Linked DNA regions of Mus musculus: region 1 is linked to region 2. The links are chromatin contacts, called in public HiChIP or PLAC-seq maps. All regions are on one chromosome and are shown on one strand. Each heading gives the region's core, a stretch centred on a gene start, on an enhancer-like site or on the middle of the called end of the contact. The rest is flanking DNA. Distances are from core to core; before and after follow the strand shown. Region 1 overlaps Agpat4 (1-acylglycerol-3-phosphate O-acyltransferase 4 (lysophosphatidic acid acyltransferase, delta)). Region 2 has its middle 11 kb from the start of 1700110C19Rik.

Region 1 (2,700 bases), core at 67-2,566, 1.8 Mb after region 2:
CTGAATTTAAGGTCATCTTCAACTACAAAGCTGCCTTGAAATCAGCCTAGGATATGTGAGATCTTGGCTCAAAAATAAATAAGTAAATTTCAAGATGAAATTTTAGAGTATTTGCTACAAGGGGCTGGGGCTCAAGGGGGTATGGCAAATGTTTCTTTCTCTTCCCATTATGGTTTGTTACTCAGGCAACTTTAAAAACCTAGTATGTGGGCTGGAGAGATGGCTCAGTGGTTAAGAGCACTGACTGTTCTTCCTAAGGTCCTGAGTTCAAATTCCAGCAACCACGTGGTGGCTCACAACCATCTGTAATGAGATCTGATGCCCTCTTCTGGGGTATCTGAAGACAGCTACAGTATACTTACTTATAATAAATAAATAAATAAATAAATAAATAAATAAATAAATAAATCTCTTTTAAAAAGCTTAGTATGCTTGATATAAAGATAAGAAAGAATCGACCAAGAATCCCATGTTTCTGATAAACTGTTTTGATTTATTGTTATTGCTGTTTATTTATATCCTCTTCCTGTTTTCCCAACGCAAGTTCCCCTCTGAAGATCACTTGCCTGTGTCTGTGGTTGGCTGATTGGCAGTGGTTTAGCATGGGTACTGGAACAAGCTCCAGGTATCACTTAAAGGCCTCCCACGGGCTCTACTGGAGACAGGCCATTTCTCTTGCCTCTCTTGCTTAAACTATAGCAGGTCTGGGAGAAGCTGCCTTAATCCTGTCTGAAAGAGGCAGTCAGGGCTTGGCGCCTTGTCAATCACAGCCTCAGAAAGGGCTGTATATGAGGGAAAGGAGAGGCTACTATGTTGCCAAAAGACACTGGGCTGGGTTTTCATGTATGTGTGTGGGGGCTGAGGGGTCCAGAATGGATGACCATAGGAACTAAGAGTCAGTTCTTGTCCTACTGAGGTAAGTAGATTTTCCGTCCGGACAGAGCCTCAAGTACAGTTTTGAAAGCAATCCCATCTTCAGGCTGGGTGGAAGACTGGTCATCTGTTCCTTCCCCTGAGTCCAGTTCTTTGGGTCATCGCAGTTAGGTGTCAGTGGATCTCAGTGAGGTGTCAGTGGAAACTTCTGCAGACTCCACAACCTGAGGGACCTGGGAGAGAAGCAGCCAGTGGCCCGTGGATCAAAATATAGGACAAGAGGAACTGCGTTTCTGTATCCCTGGAGACAGTTGTGGTGGCAGCTGTTTCTGGCTGTTCAGTCTCTTTTCCTCTCCAGCCAGCACAGCAGTGTAGGCCCTTCCCCGCCCTGAGGCCAGCAGGCCCTCCCGTCCGCCATGTTGGAAAGTATGTCTGGGCGCGGCTGCTGAGGGCCTGCTGGGGTAAACCTGAGTCTGTACTTCCTCTTCCCTGCTGACTAAATGTGCGTTACATTGAACGTAGTAAATTTCAAAACAAAACTTTTTTTTTAATTAAGAATTTTTCACTTCCTGCTTCATCTAGGGAACTCTTGTGAGGAAGGGTTGATAGTTGGCTCATGGTTTGTGTTCCAGGGCCATTGAGGTAGAGACAGCAAGATGCAGTAGGCAAAGTCCTGTGCTTTCATCGGTGGTGCCCATGTGTTGATTCCGGGCATGACTAGTGCTTACAAAACTCACACAGCTCCCCAGCACCCTCCCACTTTTTGGATGGGGGTAAGTGGGAGTCCGCTGAAGGCAGTTGCTTCTTTCAGCTTGTCAATGGAGCCAGGCTGAGTGCCACCAGAAAACTGTATCCCTGAGAGACCAGGCCCACACCCATTCCTTGCTCAAGCAGACGCTCGTTAGTGTTGCTGAAAGGAGGCCTGTGAGCCCATGCTGTGTGGAGTTCATGACAAGATCATCTGGACCAACCTAGCTGGAAACAAGGCAGCCCCATGCGCAAGCAGCCCTGGTCAGTGTGCAGGAAAGGGAGGGAGCACGTGAGAGGGGAGGGGAGAACCAGGCACAGGCTTGCTTGCCAGGGACTCAACTGGAGCCCCACCACCTACGGGTGTATACAGAGGCTGGAGGTAGGTTCATCTAGATCCCAGAGAGGGCAGTCCTCCTGTGAGAAGGGGACTCTGGAGAGGCCAATGGGGAACTAGGGAAAAGAAGAGGCTGTCCAGCATCCAAGAAACAGAGCTGGGGAGGAACCGCATGCGCAGATGCACCCCGTTTCCTGTGTTGCAACCTGGCTAGGGACCACACTGTGTGGCTAGTCCCAGTCAAGATTTGTTTAGGGACTTCAAGGCTAACCCCTTTCCCTAGGTGGTGTTTCCCAGACTGCTGTCTGATGTATGGAGGCCACCTGGATCCGTGGGCTGTGTTGTGTGTACTCACACTAGGCCCCAGGGCAGCGGTTCTCAGCCATCCTAATGCTGCAACTCTTTAATAATATACTTCCTCATGCTGTGCTGACCCCCAACCATAAAAGTATTTTTGTCTCTACTTCATACTGTAAGTTTGTCACTATAATAAATTGTAGTGTAAATCTCAGTTCTCTGGTTGCTTGATGCCCTGCTAAGGGGTTGAGACCCACTGCCCTAGGACAAGGCACCCTTGTGCCAGGGAGCACTCTGCCTGTCAGGGCCTCTGAGGCCAGATGGCTAAAGGCATCTCCCTGCTCTGTCCCACCTAAGGGATGTCTGTCACCAGGTGACAGATGGTCAGTGGGTGGAAAGTCACAGCTATGGAAGGCAGGTGCTCTTCCCTCCCAGAAATCCCACCA
Region 2 (2,700 bases), core at 174-2,673:
TGTTGGGGCTCTTGAGCTCATTACGGTTGATTCACATTTCTGTCACCCTGATCCATAAACTTCCTCCTGCCTTAAGGTGATTGGAGCTAGTTTTCACCAGCTTATAAGGGCAAGGTACCAGTTTACCAGCTTTGTCCAGATTCCTTTTAATTTTCAGTGAGCTTCTATCTGATTGAAGGTTTCTTGTAGTAAGTAGTGAACTGGGGCAAATTGGAAGTTTTTATGAAATTTAGCACATTTCCTCCGATGTTTCCTAATAGTAAGATTTAACTAGTAATATTTGTACACTTTCGTTCAAAGCAACATAGTTGCAATCCCAGGTATTTCCAAAATGTGAACTAGGATGTAAGTTATTTTCTATTGCTAACTATTCAGGCTCTCATTGCTGTATAGTGTGTACCCCAAACTAAGCAGGATGCTTCATAAGACCTATAATCCATGTGTTTCATCTCAACCACTGTTAGGTATTACAAGGCTTTGACTTAAAATTCCTACCTGGTTAAAGCAACCCCCTTTCCACAGAGGAGTCTTTGTCCCAAAGCTGCTTAGTTCCATGTTGCCATCCTCTTCCTTTCTGATGAAAACTAGCCTGGCCAATCCATCCTTTACTGCCCCTGTATTCACTCCCAGGCTTTAAGGCCATTGGTCATCCTTCCTGTGAGACAGTGCTTTAGGAAGAAAGGAAGACTGCTCTAGCTTCCTCTCTTGAGCTCTGAGCCTTTGCTCTCTCCCTTGCTCTGTGCACTCCAGACCTCCCAAAATAAAAGCCAGGAGGAGTGTTTAAAAATAGTTTTTAAAAGCTTCATAGGGTGTGTGGGTGTCAAGGTAGCTGTTTGCGTGCAGACTTTCTCTTGGGATTCTGGGTTCTGTGCACAGAACATTTATGGAAGTTTTTCAACCTTCCATAGTGAGTGTCGATGTATTGTGTCTAACCCACAGGCTGATTTTGCGCACGTTTTCCCCGACACAGCCACATTCTGTTCCCTTTTCTTGCCTTACGTATTAGTGTAGACCCCTAGATCTTCATGCCTCACTTCTGTGGGTGGCAAAGGAGAAGGCAGCCGCCAGCGCAGTGGAGAGGGCAAAGCAAACCTGTCTGTTAAGAAAGAGCGGGACAGAACAAAGAGCACACATCCTTTGCCAACAGTCTTCGGAAACAGGCTCAGTCCGCTCATGCGCAGGAAGAAGGCCGGCCCGGGATAGTGTGGGCAGGAACAGGCAGAATGACCCCCGGGGATCACGGGTTTGTTGGAGTTTCCAGCACCTTTCATCCTTTGTCCCCACTTCTGATTCACATGCATATTACCCTGACCAACTCCACACTAAATTCTCTTTCTCCCCCTGGCTCTCTGGAAGGTGGTGGGAACCTCTAAATATTTATGAGGTGTCCGGGACTCTGGTGCTCTTGTGGCGCTAATGAATGCGTGCCTGCGCACAGGGACCCGAAACCCGGCAAAGGGACGGCCACACAGCTCCTGGCCTCGCAGTTCCCAGGCCCGGAAGAAAGCGGGGAGGATGAAGGGAGGAGAAGCTGTTGTCAGGAGAGAAACAAACGGTCGGGCTACACAAAAGAAAGAACAGAGTTCCATCTTTGCCCGCTGGAGCGCTCTGGAGCGGGTAGGAATGTGCGTGAGGCAGGGGAGTAACTCGCCCGATTCCCAAGTCGGAAATGAGTTTCCTAGGAGACAAAGAACCTACCCGCATTTTCTTTTAAGCCCCACTTTCTCCAGTTAAGAGTCTGGACCTCTCGCAGAAGCTGTTAGGGTCCTTTATGCGCTGTTTTCATTAGGGAGCTAAATTCCGTCTTAAAGTGAACTCTCCCTAAATATGTTTGCATAAAGGAATCTATAATTCTAGCTTGGAATGTAAATCACCTGTAGTAACAGGTGGTCTTCGTGGTATCTTAATAGAAAGAGTGATGTATTCATACATTGGAAATGAACCGGGGACGTCGGAATGTCCGGAACATCAAGCACCAGAAAGAATCGTCTGCCTAGCCCCCATTGGCTCGCGTCTCCAGACACCGAGATCTGAGGGCTCCCTCAATGTCACTCCCAGGCGGGGGAGTCTGCAGGCAGCTAGTCTATTGAAGTCATCCATACAATGCTGATTATTTTCCTTTGTAGGTCTCAATATCCAAAAAGATTAAGGTTTTGTTACTTTAAAACACTCGTTCCGGATGCAAGAAACAAGTAACCTTGGCTCCGCTCATCTATCTTCCTAGGATGCTAAAAAAAAAAAAAAAACTAGGAAATCCTACCTCAGGCCTGGTCATGGCCCAAACTTTAGCTCTGCCAAAGGGAGGCAAAGCAGAAACTGAGCCCTAGCTTCCTTTTGAACACACTAGAAGCTCTGCGCAGCTCCGTGACAGCCTGTAAGTCAGTTGTAGAGAGCTAAGACTTCATGTTGGAAGATTCAAAACATGTCCCCAGGATCCCACCCTGCCCTGTCACCCAGACCTGACTATGTGATTCCTAAACATTCCGCACAGGAGAAAGACTGAATTTCTTGTGCTTCTGCACCAGGGCATTTCGTGGAAAAGTGCGAGTTAGTAGGAATATTTAGTAAATGTTTTCAGTGAGCATTGCGTAGCTTTGATCAAAAGAATGTACAGATTCTGTCGCCATTTTGTGAGGTGATAGGACTGAGTTTGTAAACACGACTACTTTGTGGTTGTCTATCGTTGTGGCTTCTACTCCG

What was found. HiChIP or PLAC-seq counts read pairs in DNA pulled down with a chosen protein or histone mark.
Region 1: a contact with region 2 is called in an H3K27ac HiChIP or PLAC-seq map of embryonic stem cells, with 5 times the contacts expected there. The contact joins two enhancer-like sites. A contact is called at or near these places in 1 of 39 promoter capture datasets (pre-B cells), 1 of 115 datasets of contacts at active chromatin or transcription factors (embryonic stem cells) and 1 of 9 other capture datasets (embryonic stem cells).

The regions. Positions count from the first base shown.
Region 1 is chr17:12,158,120-12,160,819 of GRCm38.p6, forward strand. The region is part of intron 2 of Agpat4 (1-acylglycerol-3-phosphate O-acyltransferase 4 (lysophosphatidic acid acyltransferase, delta)); the gene reads left to right. Among named protein-coding and RNA genes, the nearest start is that of Agpat4, 40 kb to the left of the region's middle. Within about 2 kb of position 1,317, at least 77 of the 459 cell types and tissues checked have an H3K27ac peak or open chromatin away from gene starts, as enhancers often do. A contact at or near this core is called in embryonic stem cells, where this site is marked.
Region 2 is chr17:10,334,003-10,336,702 of GRCm38.p6, forward strand. No RefSeq gene overlaps it. Among named protein-coding and RNA genes, the nearest start is that of 1700110C19Rik, 11 kb to the left of the region's middle. RefSeq lists an enhancer at 1-2,700. Within about 2 kb of position 1,424, at least 204 of the 459 cell types and tissues checked have an H3K27ac peak or open chromatin away from gene starts, as enhancers often do. A contact at or near this core is called in embryonic stem cells, where this site is marked.